2 separate regions of the Mus musculus genome follow, and region 2 is linked to region 1. The links are chromatin contacts, called in public HiChIP or PLAC-seq maps. All regions are on one chromosome and are shown on one strand. The core of a region is the stretch at or near the end of the contact, and the rest is flanking DNA. Distances in the headings are between cores, read along the strand shown.

Region 1 (5,092 bases), core at 710-3,209:
CCACAAATCTGGCTACCAGAAGGGAATTCTACCACCAATCTTCTCATGTGTCCATCTTTCTACCTGAAAATTTACCTGTATGAATGCAACTATGTCTCTTCTTTCTTTTAATCTCCAAGAAAAAAATGTACTCACTCCTTTCCAGCGACTTTTACTCTTAGTCCAGTCTTCCCTTTCCCATTCAGGTCTAAACTCTTTTGCTTTCTTCTTATTCCTCATTCACACCACCCAGCTTGGCTGACTCTGGCTGTGACATCAAGGGCTCTGCTTTCTATGTGGAGCCTTCTAAAATTTCCAGATTCTATGGAAATCCTCTCCCATGAAGCCTCGTGGCTTCTGATGTTTATCTCTCCTATATATCCCTCCTCTTAAAAGTAAATATTCATATGTTTCCCTCCTTTCTGATATTACAAATTCCAAGATTCTAAAGGATGCCTTTTATTGATTGTTGCATCTGTTAAAGACTCTAACTCCTGGCACAGAATACATGCTCAGTAAGTGTTCACTAAACCAAACCTTACACTTTTCTCCTTCCTACTATGTATCGTCTGCATTCATTCTTGTGTATGAAGAATTGTCCAAGAAAGTGAAATGAGTAAGACAGATGAGACTCCTAGCCCTCAAAACACTTGATGAAGCTCAGGGGCAAAAAAAATACATGATGCAGAATGTAAATTTTCAGTGGTAATAAATGCTAACAGGAAAGCAGAGTGAGATCGGTGTGATAGAGAGAGACCTGCAATGACTACGACATACACACATCAGGGAAGACTTCTCTCATTTTTTATTAGATATTTTCTTTATTTACATTTCAAATGTTATCCCCTTTCTTAGTTTCCCCTCTGAAAATCCCCTACCCCCTTCCCCTTCCCCTGCTCCCCAACCCACCCACTCCCATTCCTGATCCTGGCATTCCCCTATACTGGGGCATAGAGCCTTCACAGGACCAAAGGCCTCTCCTCCCATTGATCACCAACTAGGCCATCCTCTGCTACAAATATAGCTAGAGCCACAAGTTCCACCATGTGTTTTCTTTGATTGGTGGTATAGTTCCAAGGAGCTCTGAGTGTACTGGTTAGTTCATATTGATGTTCCTTCTAGGGGGCTCCAGACTGCTTCAGCTCTCTGGGTATTTCTCTGCCTCCTTCACTAGGAACCTTGTGCTCCATCCAATGGATGACTGTGAGCATCCACTCCTGTATTTGCCAAGCACTGGCAGAGCCTCGCAGGAGACAGCTATATCAGGCTCCTGTCAGCAGGCTCTTGTTGGCATCTGCCTAGTGTCTGGGTTTGGTGGTTGTTTATGGGATGGATCCCCAAGTGGGACAGTCTCTGGATGATCATTCCTTCAGGCTCTGCTCTGAACTTTGTCTCTGTAACTGCTTCCATGGGTATTTTGTTCCCCATTCTAAGAAGGAACGAAGTATCCACACTTTGGAGGGAAGACTTCTCTTGAAAAGATTGTACTTGAGCAGGCACATGAATAGTAAGAGCAGCAGCAGAAGTAATATGTTTCCAGGCAGAGCAAAGAGCATCCGAAAAGGCCTTGCATGAGAAACCAGCATAGCGACTTAGAAGAGAAAGGTTTCTGTGGCCAAAGGACAGTGAAAAAGAAATTAGTACAGAGGTTGGGAGGTGACTGTTAGGTAAAAACTCCTGCTTTTAATTGTCAGTTTTAATTGTCAACCTGATACAACCTAGAATCTTCTGGGGAAAGAGTCACAAATAAAGAATTATATAGATTTGTGTATATGCCAGTGGGGGATTGTCTTGATTGTTACGTGGTGTAGAAAGACCATTCGGGTGACATCAATCCATGTGCTAGTGCCTGAAATGTGTGGGAGTGAAGAAAACTGGCTGAGCAAAAGCAAACAAACAAGCTGGCCAGAGGTGGATTTTCTCCCTCTGCTCCTAGCAGTGGGTGTGGTATGACAAGTGGCTCTGCTCCTGGCAGGGGGTGTGGTATGATAAGTGGCTCTGCTCCTGGCAGGGGGTGTGGTATGACAAGTGGCTCTGCTCCTAGCAGTGGGTGTGGTATGACAAGTGGCTTGAGTTCCTGCCTTATTTCTACAGAATGATGATCTGTGACCTGGATGTAACCATGTCATATAAACCCTTTTCTCCCCAAAGTTGCTTTTGGTCAGGGTAAAGTGAAACTAAGACACTGGGCAAGAACAAGGACCTGATTTTCAGTGCCCACAAGCTATGTTAGGCATGACCTTGCATATCTGTTACCCTATTGCTGTAGGGGAGTGGAGACAGGGGTGCTTGCTGGTACCATCTTAGCTCTAACTCTAGAAGTTTCCTAGCACCTTACACTCAACTTGTATAAGCTAAATTTCACACACACAGACACACACACACACACCAACCTGGCAATTCTCCTGTAGAGTAATAGTGTCATTTGTCTGATTCCCCAGGCTATTAACTTAAAAGCCAAAGGTGACTGATATCTCTGTGTGTTTGTCTCCTCTCCCTCTCCTCTATCTAATTATCTATCTATCCCTCTAATTCAATTCAGTTATCCTGATATCTTCCTAATGGGCCTCTGATGGTTAATATATTCACAGAATGGGGTGGGGTGGGGAAAAGGTTCCCCAGGCGGCCTAGGTGAGCTTCAAGGAACATTAACAGAGTATTGTGCCCTCTGGGGCAGTTGGCCTAGGACATCAGCACCTTGGAGAGCTCCAGCTCTGACCTCTGCTGGGGAGTTGACCAGAGAGTCCTGAATTCTTCTGAGAGTGGAAGGAAAGAAAAAGCGGAGCCACTTGACACTGAGCCCCATCATTAGCCAAATACCCAAACCAGTGATTTCAGAACCTCAAAGCTCTATGTGGCTCATGTCAGCACAGCCTCTGCTTAGGTGGTCCTGAGTCAGGGCCAAACCAGTTTAACACCAGGGACTGGCACTCCCCAGGATTCTGAGCCCAGACCTCACAAAGTTCATCAGTTTTCATGATCTCAGCCACCTGCAAAACATGCCCCAGCTGTCCTGGCTTCTGTTGTCTGTGAGGTTGAGCCTCATTTTTGTTATACTACTTGTGAATACTCAGCCTTATTCTGGCCATCCCACAGGAGGAACAGGGAAGCAAGAACTCCAGGGACACGAGGCTGAAGCCAGCCTCTAAACCTTCATCACTTTGCCTTTGGACATATGCCAGCATGTGGTCATATGCCCATGGACCTCTGATGAGATGAAGATATTGAGTACTTGTCAGCAACTGTTTTCATTCCAGTTGGACCAAAGTCCCAAGACTGGAATAATCTTATTGCCTGAAGTTCCAAGTCTCCAAGTAGAGACTGGTTATGTCTTTTACTCAGACATTAACTCACATTCCCTTGTCTCCTTCCTCCTGAGTAGCCTGTACCCCTTGGACTCCTCCTGACTCTGCCCTGCTGTATCCCTGCTGCTGAGTGATCGTGGTCTAATTGACTACAGGGCCTTGCACAGTTCCCAGTGCCCTCTCTAGTTCTCACGTAGAGGTGTAATTAGGGATTTTTCATAAAAATGAGAGAGCTGTGCACTTGACCCTACATGGTTTGTCTCAATACAAAGAACTTCTGCTGCAGGTGACTTTTTTATGATTTCTTCAAAACTGCCATCAAAAATCTGGGGTGACAGCTAAGTTGTTTAAGTGCTTGCTTTGCAAGTACTTAATCCTCATAACATGCATAAAATAGGCCAGTCATAGTAATGCATACTTGTAATCCCAGCACTGGAGAGACAGAGACGGACAGATCTCTGGCAATCACTGATAAGCAAAGCTAGCTTACTTTATGACTTCCAAATTAGCAAGAGACCTTGTCTCAAAAAACACAAGGTGGATATCACCTGAGGAACAACAGCAAAGGTTATACTCTGACTTCTATATGCACACACACACACACACACACACACACACACACACATATCCATGTACCTGAAGAAACATACACACACACACACACACACACACACACACACACACACATATTGAAATAAATCAGGATTCCAGTTGTAATGTCCTGAAACATTGTAATCTAGTTTTGTAGCACCACCAGTGAAAAGATGCCCACCAAAATCTAAGAAATCAGTCTTTTCGAGATTACAATCATCTTGGGTAAGCAAGGTTGCTAGTGGGCAAAGGTATCTGCTGCCACACAAGATGATCTGAGTTCAATCCTAAGACCCATATCATGGAAAGGGAGAACAGACTCTCACAAGATGTCCTCTGCCATGATCTCCACCTGCACACTAGGACATGTGCACACACATACACAACAAACAAATAACATAATAAAAAATTCAAGATTAAATTTAGACTCATCTGTCTAAAGTACGTGGAAAGCCATCTGTTATTCTCTGCCTGCAGAATACAAACAAAAATTCAGTTTTTTGGAATTTTGTCAACAGCTTCCTCTGAGGTTTCTAAGATTTCCTGGGGACATTTCCACATCCTCACACATAAAGGTCAACCAAGGCTCCCAAATAAAGAGCATTCTTAAAAAAGAAAAAAGACTTACTAGTAAACGTTTGGGCCCATTTCTTTGGTCATGCTTGCGTTTATCTCTCCGTGTGCAAAGTCCTCAGAGAGAAGCGTCTGCCTCTCATAAAGGGAGAGCCACTCAGCTGTGCCCAAGAGACATGGCCATACAGGGAAGATGGGCGTAATCAACCATGAAAATTGCGGCAGGGTGGGGGATAAACTCATCAGCCACAGCTGTGTGCAGGAGCAGCTGCGATTGTGCACGTGCTGGTCCCCAAAGATGACAATTTTAAGCTTGGTTACAGTATACCATTCTGAAATGTAACTTTAGCCATGGTGAACCAGCTCCACTCAGGGCCACATGTAGTACCTGGAGCTCAAAAGCAAGAGCTCATATGCCTCTCTCCCTCCTCTTGGGCAGCTCCTTACATCTATGAGGAGTTAAACATATCAAGCTAAGCTCGAAAAGATCATTTGTTTGGCAGGAACACCTTATTCACTGGCAGGGAACAAATAATCTCCTTGTTTTTGTCTCAGTACCTTTGAGACCCAATTAGAACACTACTTTGTATAATGGATGTGTGGTTGGAGGTGCGAGGATTTTTGGTGATAGGAGTTAAATCCTG
Region 2 (5,092 bases), core at 1,421-3,920, 140 kb after region 1:
GTCATAGGTCTGTGCCCGACAGTCTCACACATACGTCTGTGAGTCGAGCTGTTTCAGATAGTGCTTCTTTTCCAGTTCTGTGCGAAGGGCGAGTTACTGTCAGTGCCTCTTGCTGTAGCTACTCTAGTAGACTAGAAGCCTGGGATGCATGGTAAAGACTTAACTCTGAGTTACTGCTTTAAGCTTCAGCATTTTTGTAGATACTTTTTCTTCTTTAATAAGCTTGTTTACTTACTAATTAAAGCATGTTCATACTTTTGCTTCTAGAAGAGTCAAATGCTCAAAAAATTGAGGACGTCTATGGTCTGAATGGTCAAATAGAGCACAAAATAGCTTTTCTGAGAGCTCACGTGCCAAAGGATGTGAAGCTTATACTCATTGGCCATTCCGTAGGCACCTATATGACCCTTCACGTGATGAAGCGAGTCCCCGAGCTGCCTGTAAGTATGCCTTTGAAGGTGATTTTTTTTTTTTTTTGGAAAGCAGAGGGAAGGGTGTGTGGTATCCACCTTTATCCTCATCTCTCTATTACCAAAGATGTGTTTAAGAAATTCCCATAATGTTCCAGTGAATAATAGTGGGAAAGAGGTTTTCTAAATGAATCTCTTTGAATCTAGGGTTCTCGGGAGTTCTGATGTCATGTTTAACTTTCTGTCTTTTATGAAGTAATGTTTAAGAACAGTTACTGAGAGTGACATGGGAAGGACTCTGTCTTTATTGAAAGAGTGTTCTGAAAATATTCATAGGTGAGAGATGGCCCAGAGGCTAAGAGCACTGAGTGCTCTTCTGGAGGGTCCAGCAAGTGTGATGCCCACGAGGTGGTTCTCAACAGCCTGTAACTACACTTCAGGGATTCTATGCCCTCTCTAGAGGCCTCCACAGGCACTGCATGCACAAGGTGCACAGATATACATACAAGGTCAGCTGATGACATGTCCTGCTTAGAGCTAACCTTCCTCACACATCCAACCAATACTAGAGATGTTACACACAGAGATCTTGAAGAAGTGAAGCTGATGAGAAGCACAGAGAACAGGCTGCCCTGCATGGTACAGGACTAGCTTTGGAAAGACAGTCGGAGGAAAGGGCCTTCTGACCATGTGTACGCACACTGGATGTGTGGTGCACAGTGGGACACTGAGTGATCCCTTTGATCTGCTGTATCTCACTCACCCTGCGGGTACTTGCAGCTGAGGCTAGGTGACATTAAGAACACAGTTGTGCTACTGCAGTATGGATACTAGCACCTTGTCTCAACAGCAGGGATATGGACAAGGAAGACCCTCTCTACAGGGACTGCCTGCCTCTCTGTTAGAGAGCAACTAGCCTAGAATGAGCAGCACCGAGTGTATGGGGTGCTGGGGAATCTGAGAGTGAAACAGAATCCCCAGCAAAAGTGGAAGAGTTAGTGGGATGACTCCAAGGAAGGTAGGCCACTGGCCACAACACACAGCCGAACTTCCACGATTCCTGACACAGCACTTATGACACAACCCAGAGCTAAGGCTGGCATCTAGCATGCCAATCACCTGTCTAACTAATAAGCAAAGATGATAAATGCCCTGTAACCCAGGTTCCCTGAATGCAGACAGGATCTTCTGCTGGGACTGTAGAGTTAGAGGCACATTCTAATCTGAGATAGACAAATCACCCATACAGTAAAATAAGAACAGTAACTCTCCAAAAAACTTAAATAAGAAAATATTCCTGTCTCTTTTAAGAAGCAAACTGGTACCCCATCATCACCATCATCATCACCATCGACAGGTAATGCCTGTCTTTGTGGAATATGTTAAGTAGATCATGAGTTTAGATTCTTTTCTATTTTGTAGTTTGCAGGTACATATGTATCCTTTCCTTCACAGATGCTTGGTTTCTTTGTCTTTTTGTTGGTTGTTATGATCCTGGGGGTGAAACTGGGGCCTAAAGCATGATAGGCAAACGCTCTACTACAGGGCTGCACCCAGCCTCATGCCACTGGCTCCTAAGTGCAGCTATGAACTGCATATCGGGGCATTCACATCACAGAGTCCAACTTAATGTGTGAACTGTTTAAGAGCCTTTACAGAAAGGTGCTCTTTAGCTCACATGAAATGACCCAGTGAGTGGCTGCAATTTACAAGTTATTTCTGCATGTGGCGTGTGTGTGTGTGTGTGTGTGTGTGTGTGTGTGTGTGTGTGTGTGTGTGTGTGTGACCCCCTGAGGATACAGGCTGTTTTTTAGCTACAGGCCTGGAGTCTCGTGGATGAGGCAGCTAAGCAAGAGGAAGGGATCCCTTCACAGCAGCCCTGTCCATGAATAGTTTCACTCCGTGTGATAAAATACCTCCAGCGGGGTCTTGGATCCCACTAGGAATTTGCCTCCTTTCCTGCCAGCTTGCTTCGTTCAGTGCTCAAACCAGCACTTGGAAAAAGTACAACTATAGACTCCCTGGCTGTTTTTAATACCAAATGGATTTTAATTTTCTCCTTTTGGATATAAGAAAATAAACTTTTATGTCTGGGTGAATTCAATAAATTGAAGATTACACTCTATTCATTGAATTCTTACTTCCACTCATTTGTATTTTGCCCTAGATAAGGCCTTTTATTCAGGAAGCAGCTTTGCTTTTGATGTTACCTTTGGCGTCACTTACAGTCTCTTTTCTGTCCTTGAAATTCCTCTCATGCTATTTGTGGCTGCCATATTTCCCAGCACTCAGGCCGAGTGTGACTGTGAGCTCTGTCTCTACCTACTCACTTAGGCTCAAGTCAGTTTCTGACATTTTTTGTTTGTGTAAAGAGACAAATCATTGAGTCTCTATCTCAGTGTCTCTATCAGCAAATTGGAAATATGTTCTTCAAGGATTTTGTGACGATTTATGCAAAATATTAAGAGTGTTGCCTAGGATTTCAACATTCTAAGCAAGTATCTATTATTGTTCTTATGGAAATAATACTAGACTCATTTCAATCATTAGGTTAACTACTATATTGGTTACCTACTGTTATATATAAAATTGCCCCAGACTAGCTTTGTAAAACCATATGTATTTACTGTCAGTCTCTGGTCAGAAACCTGATCACAGCTTAACCAGGTCCCAGAGTGCAGAGTCTTTGACAAGCTAGTAATTGTGTGTCTTCCCAGGGTTGTAGTCTCCTGTGGATACTTGGATTGAGATGGGAAAGGATGGAAAGAAGGAAGGGAGGGGAAAGGGGAGGAGGAAAGGAAGAAACACAAGCTGTACAGAATCATTTTGTAAAGATATATTATGATTCAGAGTCTCAGAGAGCAATGAAACTGTACCTCCTCTTCTTTAATGGTATGGAGGTATGGCTCCACCTGTACCACAGCCATGGGGACATGAGTTTGGATCTCCAGCACCTGTGTAAAAGCCAGGTGTAAACCCCAGTTCTGTGGGAGCAGAGGGTAGATCCCTGGAGTGTGTGAACCTGCCATCCTCAAAAAACCCGTGAGCTCCAGATTCAGTGTCTCAAAAACTAAGAGCACAATTGGAAAAGACACCCAGCATCAACCTTTGTCTTTACATGCACATGCATATACATACATACACACACATACATGTATCGCATAGAGAGAGAAGAGACACAGACACGACTGGTATACTAGAAAATAATGTGTGTTCCTACATGAAAGGCACCTTTAGGGAGGTAAAGGTGTTGTCTGTACAACTTTGTGTTTTCATTACTCAAAGGTTTGATCTGGGGCTGGAGATGGTTCCACAGTTAGGAATAACTGTTGCTCTTACAGAGGACCTGGGTTCAATTCCCAGAACCTGCATGGTAGCTCGCAGCCATCTGTAAGTCTAGTTCCAGGGAGTCTGACACCTTCTGACATTTGCAGAATATTCTGATGTATGCATGGTATCCATCCATCCATACATACATACATACATGCAGGCATAACACTCATACAAATAAATAATCTTTTGTAAAATAAGCTAGATCTGGTTTCAATTATCTGCATTGTTGAAATTCTCCACTACGACATCCTGCCTGCCTCTCCACCACTAAACACCTGGGCCAGTTAATAACTGCTGGGGTGATCCATGCTGAAGCGTTGACATTTCAGTGTCTCTGAGACTGCACACTGCCTGCATGCCTGAAATTAACATGAAACGCTCCATTTAAGATGCATTTGACAATCAAGTAAGTTGTGGAAGCCAGAGTGTTGCAATCCCTAATCACGTTGCCAAAAATAAGTTAGCTGTTATGTTTTATAACATATGAAGTGTGATAATAAAAAACTTGTGTTCTCATCTCTTCTGTTATTTTTACTGGAATTTTTGACTCCCATAAGATTTTGAGGGCATATTTGCAGTTTGGTAGCTGATTTGTTTAGTTTTCCTTTGGTTCAGCACTTTGCAATATTTTTGTGTAATCTTTGACAACTTTGTTCTTACATCATTTAAGAGACTTACTGAGCCGGGTGTGGTGGCTCATGCCTTTAATCCCAGCACTCGGGAGGCAGAGGCAGGCAGGCGGATTTCTGAGTTCGAGGCCAGCCTGGTCTACAGAGTGAGTTCCAGGACAATCAGGGCTACACAGAGAAACCCTGTCTCAAAAAAAAAAAAAAAAAAAGAGGCTTACTGTATAATGCTGGATATATTGTCTGACCTGTAGCTCAATACAGTGCAAAATAATTGCCTGTTTTAAAATGTGGAATTAATTTTTTTTTGTTTTTCTCTTTAATCTAGTTTGATGTGTAAAAATGTAGAAATAGAAGTTTGTCAGATACTTGGAAAGCAATGTCCAGAATGGAGATTTTTTTTTCTTTAAAAAAGTGAGTTTGAAGACTGATAAGTAGTAGCTGTTCTGACTTGTAGTAGAAAACATAATTGTTTTTAGACCCACAGGATCATCTTTCGTTTTATATGTCAGAAGTCAGAGAGAGGGACCTTGTCAGGATGCAGTCTCATCTGGAGCTGCATCTTAAAGTGGAGCGTGCTTCTGTTCGCTGCGTTTATAAAGCGCGTCTAAGAATGTCCTTCAGCCTGTGGGTGCTAGATTACGGTGTGTGCCTACAGTGTGCGTGACTGGATTTATGTGGAGCTCAAGGGGTTGGAGACTCTGCAGATGGCTCTCCACCTTT

Evidence for each region. HiChIP or PLAC-seq counts read pairs in DNA pulled down with a chosen protein or histone mark.
Region 2: an H3K27ac HiChIP or PLAC-seq map of heart atrium shows a contact between it and region 1, with 7 read pairs. The contact joins two enhancer-like sites. A contact is called at or near these places in 2 of 484 Hi-C or Micro-C datasets (the HL-1 cell line and uterus) and 2 of 115 datasets of contacts at active chromatin or transcription factors (embryonic stem cells and heart atrium).

Annotation. Positions count from the first base shown.
Region 1 is chr12:8,097,347-8,102,438 of GRCm38.p6, forward strand. The region is part of intron 1 of Gm33037 (a long non-coding RNA gene); the gene reads right to left. Among named protein-coding and RNA genes, the nearest start is that of Ldah, 110 kb to the right of the region's middle. Within about 2 kb of position 1,960, at least 12 of the 459 cell types and tissues checked have an H3K27ac peak or open chromatin away from gene starts, as enhancers often do. A contact at or near this core is called in heart atrium, where this site is marked.
Region 2 is chr12:8,238,176-8,243,267 of GRCm38.p6, forward strand. Ldah (lipid droplet associated hydrolase) reads left to right here. Exons shown (of 7, transcript NM_001364261.1): 4 at 268-440. Among named protein-coding and RNA genes, the nearest start is that of Gm33037, 33 kb to the left of the region's middle. Within about 2 kb of position 2,671, at least 11 of the 459 cell types and tissues checked have an H3K27ac peak or open chromatin away from gene starts, as enhancers often do. A contact at or near this core is called in heart atrium, where this site is marked.